3 separate regions of the Sus scrofa genome follow, and all the other regions are linked to region 1. A link is a contact called in public Hi-C and HiChIP or PLAC-seq data. All regions are on one chromosome and are shown on one strand. Each heading gives the region's core, a stretch centred on a gene start, on an enhancer-like site or on the middle of the called end of the contact. The rest is flanking DNA. Distances are from core to core; before and after follow the strand shown.

Region 1 (2,739 bases), core at 70-2,569:
GGCACTGTAAAGGGTTACTTTCCTGTAAAAAAAAAAAAAAAATTAAGGAATTAAAAGATTCGTCACTGTCCTCCTGAAAAGTCCAACCAGCAATTGCTCCTGAGTGTCTAGTGCTCTTCCTTGCAGTTCCAGGCTCTGCTGTGGACTCTGCAATGAATGCCCAGAGTTCCCCATCAGAATCTCCCCATTAGGTGAGGACAGGGAGGGAAGTCCCTGCCTGACTCTTTATGCTTCAGAACACACCCCAAGAGTCTTTGCTGGAGTGCTGGGCTAGTTAAGGGAGATCATACTATACAGGAGAACTGTAAATTGTCAACTAACACAGTGTTCCCTCCATAGTTCATGGGGAAAGAATTTATACGTCCAACAAATATATGCTAGCTGTCCTTTGAGGTGCCCAAGACAGATAAAATCTCCCACCTATAGAGCTTTCTTCTCCCACCTATGGAGCTTTCATTTGAGTGAGAAGGTGATAGGAAATAATGTACATTGACAATGTAATTAGAGACGAGTGAGGAAAATAAACAGGGTGATGCTTCTGATAACTCTTCTGCAGAGGGGTCTCAGTTATATCATCCTGAAGGAAGTGATGTGTTTAAGCTGGGACCTGAGGAAGGAGCTAGTCTTGGAAAAGGCAGAAAAAGAGATCATATGAAACTTTTCCCAGGTTCCCTGTCCAAGTCACTGTCTTGTCACAGGTGTCACCTTCTAATCTCCACCTGCTCATAGCAGTGGCCACTTATCTTTCAGGACAACTCAGTCCTATCCACAGGGACTGAATTTCCCTCCCAGGCAAGGTCTGCTTCTTAGTCACAGTCAACGTTTAGTTTCATCCCTGAATGCTGGGTCTTGTTTGAATGGGCTGTTTTACCACTAGGCTGCTTTGGCCTTCCATTCAGGGATTCTGCTGTTCTTCCCCATTGTCTAGGAATTCGACCCTATTTCTTTGTTACTGAATCTAAGATTGTTTTTAATGGCAAACCGTTTTGATGGATGATTAATCCGAAATCCTTTATTTTCCAGTTTTTTTCTGGTCACCTGCCTATTTTTTCCAGTACCATATTGTTCTAAGCCTCAATTGCATGAAGGTCAGGAGGCCATCTAGTAGCTTTAGACGCCCCCAAATTGGCAATGGGGCCCATTTCAGGAAAGGGAGTCCGTAGAGGCCCTCGAGTGTGGGCGCCCAGATGACGTCACTTGAAGGTGGCTGGCTCTGTGCGGGGCGTGACGTCATGCGGGCGGGCTCGGCCGCCGTGAGGTCACCTGGTGGGCGCGGCCAGGCCGAATCCCCAGTGTCGTCACGGGCAGGGGCGGGGCCAGAGCGTGTCAGCGAAGCCGAATCAAAACAAGCCCGAGACCCGCCTTTTCCCTCCGGCTCTGGAGCGTCTCGCTCGCGCTCCGAGCCCGCGGCGCCCGCGCGGCTGCGAGCCTCGAGTGGCTGCGTCCCGGCTCCAGGAAGCCGGGGAGGGCGCGGCGGCCGGGATGGCGCGGCGCGGGCCGCGCGACTGGACGGGAGCCTGAGGAGCCGCCGGCCCGCGCCCTCGGTCCTCGGCCTCCCGGCACCGCGGGGAGCCGCCTTCGCCGCTGCGGGGCACCTGGACGCTCGCGAGATGCCCAACCCCAAAAACAGTAAAGGCGGCCGCAAAAACAAGCGCGCCAACAGCAGCGGGGACGAGCAGGAAAATGGAGCCGGGGCCCTGGCAGCGGCGGGCGCGGCGGCCGGGGGGGCCCTGGCGGCAGCGGCCGGCTGCGGAGCGGCCGCTGCTGGCGCGCCGGGCACCGTGGGCGCCGCGGGCGCGGGAGGCGCGGGGCCGGGCGCCGCCAACGCCGCAGCCGCCGCGGGGGCTGCAGCCGCCGGAGAAGCCAAGAACGGTAAGACGGGGCCGGCGGTGCGAGCGCCAACTTCCTCCCCGACGGGGACGGCGCGGCGGTGGGGCCCTGGGTGGCGCGGGCGATGCGTGGACAATGCGAGAGTCAGGAAGTGCTCACCCCGCCCCTCCGCCCCGCCGCGGCTGCCCCTTCCCGGTCCCCACGCCCGGCGGTGGCGATCGATCGGCGGCCACAGGTCAGTGTCCGCGGGGCGCACGAATCGCGCGCCCCGGGCAGCCTGAGTCGCAGACCCGGAGGGGCGCCCGGGTGCCGGACTGAGGCGCCGTACCCCTCGGGCCCTGCCCATCGTGCCCGCGCTGGCAAAGCCATGTGTGTGCCCCGGGCTGGGGGTAAGAAAGAAGGAAGGAAGTGCCCAAGTTGAGAAGAATGATCCGATTGAAAACTTAGGCACCAGTTCATTTTTCCCTGCGCTCCCCTCACCCACCCGCCTTCCCCACCCACCGAATGAAGAAGAGCTTCAAATCCCTGCAAATCGAGGCTTGCTGTGTCGATTGCCACAGGTGAAGAGGCCCCGAGACATTTTTACTGTAGGGTGTGTGTGTGCGTGCGTGTGTGTGTGTGTGTGTGTGTGTCGCTGGGTGGGGGTGCTCTTTAATTCTCTTGCTCACTTGAGGAAGGAAGAGAATCTGAACTTGACTTCCGTTCTCAGCCCGGGAGTTTAAAAAAAAAAAAATCATCCTCTGGTTAATTCTGCTTCGCATTTTCAGAAGGAAGCCTAATAATCTTAGGTTGTGCCTGAATGCACCTTTTAAAGGGGCACTTAAGGAGTAGAGAAGATGTGACAGGGTTGTTGTTGTCACTGCAGAGACTTGGTTTTAGTTATAGGGTGCTGAACAAACATTTTCAGAC
Region 2 (2,739 bases), core at 97-2,596, 120 kb before region 1:
TCACCACATATGTTAGATAGGAACTTCTAGGAAGCCTTCTCCTTTAAAAGCAGACGTGATGAAGAAAGCTTAAGACTTACTCTGCTTGTTCCTCTGATGCTACAGATTGAGGCAAATATGCACCTTTGACTTCCAGTTGCTCAATGCTTATCTTCCAACCCAATCCACAAGTTCCACCAAATGCTATGGAATGCCAATGGGAAAACCATCCAGTTTACATCAGCCACGCATCCTATAGTTAAAGTTCTTTTCATATCTGAAGCAAACTACTAGCTGAAAGTTCAAATTTTTTAATCTTCCTAAGAATTTAACTGCCTTAAAAAAAAAAAAAAAAGCTTTTTCGATTCCTGAGTCTATAAAAACGACTTTATCGTGTCTGCTCGGCTAATTCAAGAATTAAAAAACATTTTGCCTACACTGATAACTTCACCGCAATGTAGGATCCTAAGAGCTACATATACACTACCAAGACCTAGGATTCAAAGACATGGTAACAATCCAAGATCCTGCATCTGAAGTTGCTTTTCCAGTGCTGAAAAACAGATTCTAAGGGACAACCGAGAGATACACGACTTAGGCGCTTCAGAGATAATACACAGACCCTCCCCCCCCACTGTATATTTGCTTGACTTTTGTCCTCGAGGAGCGACCCCCTCCCCCTCGCGAATCCCGGCCGCCCGGGCACCTGCGGCCCCGGCCCGCAGCGGAGGAGCCGGGGGGAACCTGCCCACCATTCGCCCTTCTGGAAACAGTGCCCACTCCCACCCCGCGGAAGCAAGAGGCTGGAGGCCCGAGCCGCCGAGAGGCGACCCCTCGGCCGTCCGCCGACCCCCGGACGCGGCAGGAAGGGAGGGCGGTGGCGTTACCTGGAGGACCACGTCGTTGGGTAGCTGCGCGGCCCGGAACAGCTCCAGCACCCGCCCGTTGGCCGCCACCTTCTTGGTGCTCTCGATGTCGCAGTAGGAGAAGAGATCCGAGTAGTATTTCTGCTCCGCATCGCTGAGCGTTAAACCTTCCATCTTCGCCTCCGCTCACGGCCGCCCCGCCCCGCATGCAACACCCGGGGCCCGGCCCCGCGACCCCGGGATGACGGCTGCGCGTCGCCCGGCCTCCTCCTCCTCGCCTCCCGAAGCAGCGGAAAGCCCCGGCCTCGCGCGCGCGGGGGGCGTCGGAGCTGCAGGGCTGGGAGGTCGCGGGAAGGGGGCCCGGCTGAGCTCGGCGCGCCGCCGCCTACGAGGCCCCGCGCAGTCCCGGGCTCGGCGCGTCGCGCGGCTCCCGCTCCGCCTCAGCGGCCGCGAGGAGAACGCGGGGAAGGAGGCGGGGGCCGCGGCGGCGCGAGGCGCGAGCGGACTCCGCCCCCGCCGCGGGTTCGAGTCTCCCCGGCTCCCCGCCGCTTCCCCCCACCCCCCAGACTTCCCGCCTCGCCTTCCCCTTCCGTCCACGCCCCCGGAGCGGCAGCACTTCCCAGAAAAGTTGTGGGGCTTCTAGTCTAAAGTTTCGGGGGCTCTAGGCTGAGCGCGGCAGCCGCTCCGCCTCCCTCCGCCGCCATTTACTGCGCCCCGGCCCGGCCCCCGACGCGACCGCACCGACACTGACAGCGGCGGCCCCGCTCCAGACCCGGATGTGAGGCCGGGAGGAGAGAGCGCGAGAGGGAGAGAGCAACACCCACCGGGCTGGCTCGGCCGCTCCCGGGAGAGGGGGCCGCAGCGCCCCCTGGTGGCTGGAGCCCCGCGGCGGAGCGGCCGTCGGCGCGGCGGGCTGGAGGAGCTGGGACCCCTGCGAGCTGGTCTGCGGTCTGCGGCTGGGGGCGGGAAGGGGGGGAACAGCGCGCAGCGCATTCAGACCAGGAGAACTCAGATACAAAGCTGCAGTTTGGATTGTTTTCAAAGCTTTTGGCACTAACTGTTAATAAACATTGACTGAAAGGGGAAAACTGTTAAGGTTATTGTTATTGTTCTGTTGTACCCTTTGAGGTCAATTAATAATTGAGGATCAGTTCAATATTTCTATATGTTTTGAAGGGCTATGAGCATCTATTCCATCTGAGAACTCTCATCGTGTAGACACCACTACAGAGACCTAACTTCCACTCTTGCTCCAAGCCAAACTTGCTGAATAGAGGAGGAAGTTGGGGAAATTTTTCTCTCTGGACAAGGTGGTTCTGGCCACCAAGAATTTCTCCTGCCACCCCTAATTTCCTCCTTTCTGAAGATCATGTGACTGCACTGTTCTCTGCTGCACCCATAAGAGAGGTAATTCTCGAGATACCTTAAATAGAATATCTTAACAAGAGTTTATCCTTGGAAGTTCCCGTTTTGGCTCAGCGGTAATGAGCTCCACTAGTATCCATGAGGATGCGGATTTGATCCCTGGCCTCGCTCACTGGGTTAAGGATCCGTGTTACTCTAAGTTGTGGTATAGGTCGCAGATGTGGCTGGGATCTGGCATTGCTATGGCCGGCAGCTATAGTTCCCATACTAGCCAGGAACTTCCATATGCTGCAAAATGCAGCCCCTAAAAAGCAAAAAAAAAAAAAAAAAAAAAAAAGAGTTTATCCTTAGCAAATAGGAAATATTTCAAAAACAGCAGCTAGTACAGAATTAGATTTTTCAGTTTTGGTTTTCATTTTGTCTTCTACACATTACTCCCCAGAGAGAGGTACTGGTCTTACAAAGGGCCCAAGAAAGAAAATTATGACAGATTTACAGTCTTTTTTTTTTTTTTTTTTTTTTTTTAACG
Region 3 (2,739 bases), core at 150-2,649, 68 kb after region 1:
GTTGCAGCTGTGGTTCGGATTCAGTCCCTGGCCTGGGAACTTCATATGACACAGGTGAGGCCAAAAAAATAAATGAAGAAAATGAAATAAAATCATAGTAAAATATCAGAAACTTTAGCAGGAACTCAAATATAATTTTCACAGTAGTAGCTTAAGAAATTTTAACTTAGTTTGTGTTGTATACTGAATTCTCCCTTAAACCTGTGTATCTTGCATCAAACGTAACACTTCTTTGCCTATTTCCTATCATTTATGTTTACCTGGTCTTTTCCTAGAGGAGGAGGCTCACCTGTCCAGCCCACTAGAATATGCTTGAATGATGGCTATGCACAGCAGCTGAATCACCAGGATCTCTCAGTAGGGAAGAGCATGCCCCCAACCCTGCCCAGGATGCTCAGTTTCTGCTGCTCAGCTTAAAAAGTGTGACCACGTCACTGCGTTGACTTCTTGACTTGATACGTTGTTTATTGATCATTGTTGGAAATGTGCTATTAGCAGATGTAGAATTTATGAGTATGGGGAAAGGATTTAGCATTTTGAGAGTTGTCCTGGCAAAATTTTCTGAGAGGCAGGCCAAGAGGATGCTTAGGGCATCTGCAAAGCAGTTATTTTGAGAACAACATTCCAAATATGTTATTTGTTATTTGGTGACTCAAAAAGCAAAGCAAAACAAAACAGTAAAGAAGTCATTATGACTTCTTAATCTAGGCTTAGTGACAGAGGTGACAGAACCAGGGAAAGATGGAAAACCCAGATCCCCTAAATTCCTTACTTTGAGATACAGTCTCTGTGGAGTAAATTGTGTTTAGTTTCCTTGAATGTGTTTGTCAGTTGTGGCATGCAGATGTAGGTTTATCATCTTTCTGTTGTTGGTCTAATGTAGATCATTCATCCGTCCTTAATGCCTCACCCAGCATTTGGTTCAGGGTAAAGCCCTTAATAACTGTGTTCTGAAGTTCCCACTGTCGGGGAAGGGGATCGATGGCATTTCGGGAGCCTGGGATGCAGGTTCAATCCCCCACCTGTCACAGTGTGTTAAAGATCCCGAGTTGCCTTGCCTTGGCTTGGCTTGCGACTACAGCTCGGATCTGACCCCTAGTCTGGGAACTCCATATGCTCTGGGGAGGCCAAAGGGAAAAAAACAAAACAAAAACCCATGTTCTATGTCAAACTCTGGAGTTGCTGACTTGTCCACATCTCACTTAAGTGGAATATAGCCTGGATCCCAACTGCAGTTTGGTTTCGTTTGTTCAGAGCAAAATAAACTTCCTTGAGATGTTTTCAGCCTGATCGTGGTAAACAGTAACGTTGGCAGAAGAGGAGGCCTCCTTAATCCCTGTACAAAGGTGGTTTTCATGCCTGTTGCTGGGTGACAAGCTGGCAGCGATGCCAGCTAGCCTGCATTGCTTCAGCAGGTGGCGCTCCTGCTCTCTGTGTGGAAGCCGGCAGCAGTGCATTGGCTCTGGGTTTGGGCAGGCAGGAATGCAGATCAACTCATAGCAGCTTCTTGGGCAAGCAGCAGCACAAACCCATTATCAGTGTGGTGGCAGCTGCTAACGACTGTCTCTCCTTGCAGTCAGTTTCAGAGTAAAGGCCTTTGGAATCTGTCTGTGAGGCTGCGGATGGCAAGAAGCAAAGCTACTGTCTAAAAAAGCAGGTTAGGAATCTGTTATCTGGTACCCCGCAGACGGTCTGGGAGCAGATTGGAGGCTAAGATTAGACTCCAGGCAGGCTCTTCCCTCCTGTAACTCTGGTCTGGATAATCTCATGAAAATGGCCAGCTTTCTGAAGCCACATCTTGGAACCAAGTTAGTGAAAAATCAAGAATATCTTGAAACAGCGACAGGATTATATTTTTATACCTATGGGCTGGCTTCTCCTGGTCGGTCTTGATTTCCAACCTTTCGTCTTATTGCTGATGTAAGAGCATTAGCCTTTGTCAGACAGTGCCTCCCTCTACTTGGGGTATAGAAAATATGGTCACAGTAATTTCCCACCATTGTCTGACAGCTGAGTCTCAAGCAGTGTTATGGACTGAATGTTTGTGTTCCCCTTAAATTCCTATGTTGAAATTCTAGTCCCCAATGTGATGGTATTAAGAGGTGGGGCCCTTGAGGGGTGATTAGGTCATAAGGGTGGAGCCTCATGAATAGGATTAATGACCTTGGAAAACAGGCTCCAGAGAACTTTCTCACCCTTTATACCACAGGAGGACACAGTGCAAAGATGGCCATCTATAAGCCAGGAAGGGTGTTCTCATCAGACATCGAATCTGCCAGCACCTTGATCTTGGACTTCCCAGCCTCCAGAACTGGGAGATATAAATTTCTATTGTTTCTAAGCCACTGAGTCTATGATATTTTGCTATAGGAGCCCGGATGGACCAAGGCAATCAATACTGTGCCCCCTCTTTCTCTCTAATTCAAACTTAAACTCTTATACACATAGTGCTGGGAAACCATGAGCCATTGAGATTTGGTTTTCTCTGGTCTCTTTGTTTATGGGGTGAATATCTGCCACACTAGCAAATCCTTGTCCACTTTGAAGAGAGAGACAGTAGCTGTGTCTTTTTAAACTTTAAGTAGATATGAAGCAACTTCTCAGAGAGATGAATCCATGTGTGGATCATCTCATTTGTGTCTGATGAATGCCTGGCAAATATTCCACCACCACTCCTCTCTAGGGTAGACATTATTAATTTATTATGGCACACTTTCCTGCTGGACCAGTTGTGGCCTC

Evidence for each region. Hi-C and Micro-C count contacts between places; a contact is called where the count stands out from the background. HiChIP or PLAC-seq counts read pairs in DNA pulled down with a chosen protein or histone mark.
Region 2: a contact with region 1 is called in an H3K27ac HiChIP or PLAC-seq map of alveolar macrophages. The contact joins the promoter of REPS1 here to the promoter of HECA in region 1. A contact is called at or near these places in 2 of 47 Hi-C or Micro-C datasets (liver and skeletal muscle) and 1 of 2 datasets of contacts at active chromatin or transcription factors (alveolar macrophages).
Region 3: a contact with region 1 is called in a Hi-C map of subcutaneous adipose tissue, with 2.1 times the contacts expected there. The contact joins the enhancer-like site here to the promoter of HECA in region 1. A contact is called at or near these places in 1 of 5 promoter capture datasets (fetal liver), 7 of 47 Hi-C or Micro-C datasets (alveolar macrophages, blood, embryonic fibroblasts and 3 more) and 2 of 2 datasets of contacts at active chromatin or transcription factors (alveolar macrophages and skeletal muscle).

Annotation. Positions count from the first base shown.
Region 1 is chr1:25,362,663-25,365,401 of Sscrofa11.1, reverse strand. HECA (headcase protein homolog) reads left to right here and starts at 1,319. Exons shown (of 4, transcript XM_021087304.1): 1 at 1,319-1,872. The coding sequence starts at 1,611.
Region 2 is chr1:25,479,890-25,482,628 of Sscrofa11.1, reverse strand. It overlaps REPS1 (ralBP1-associated Eps domain-containing protein 1), which reads right to left and starts at 1,346. Exons shown (of 20, transcript XM_021087342.1): 1 at 867-1,346. The coding sequence starts at 1,019.
Region 3 is chr1:25,295,076-25,297,814 of Sscrofa11.1, reverse strand. No RefSeq gene overlaps it. Among named protein-coding and RNA genes, the nearest start is that of HECA, 68 kb to the left of the region's middle. Within about 2 kb of position 1,399, at least 16 of the 83 cell types and tissues checked have an H3K27ac peak or open chromatin away from gene starts, as enhancers often do. A contact at or near this core is called in fetal liver, retroperitoneal adipose tissue and subcutaneous adipose tissue, where this site is marked.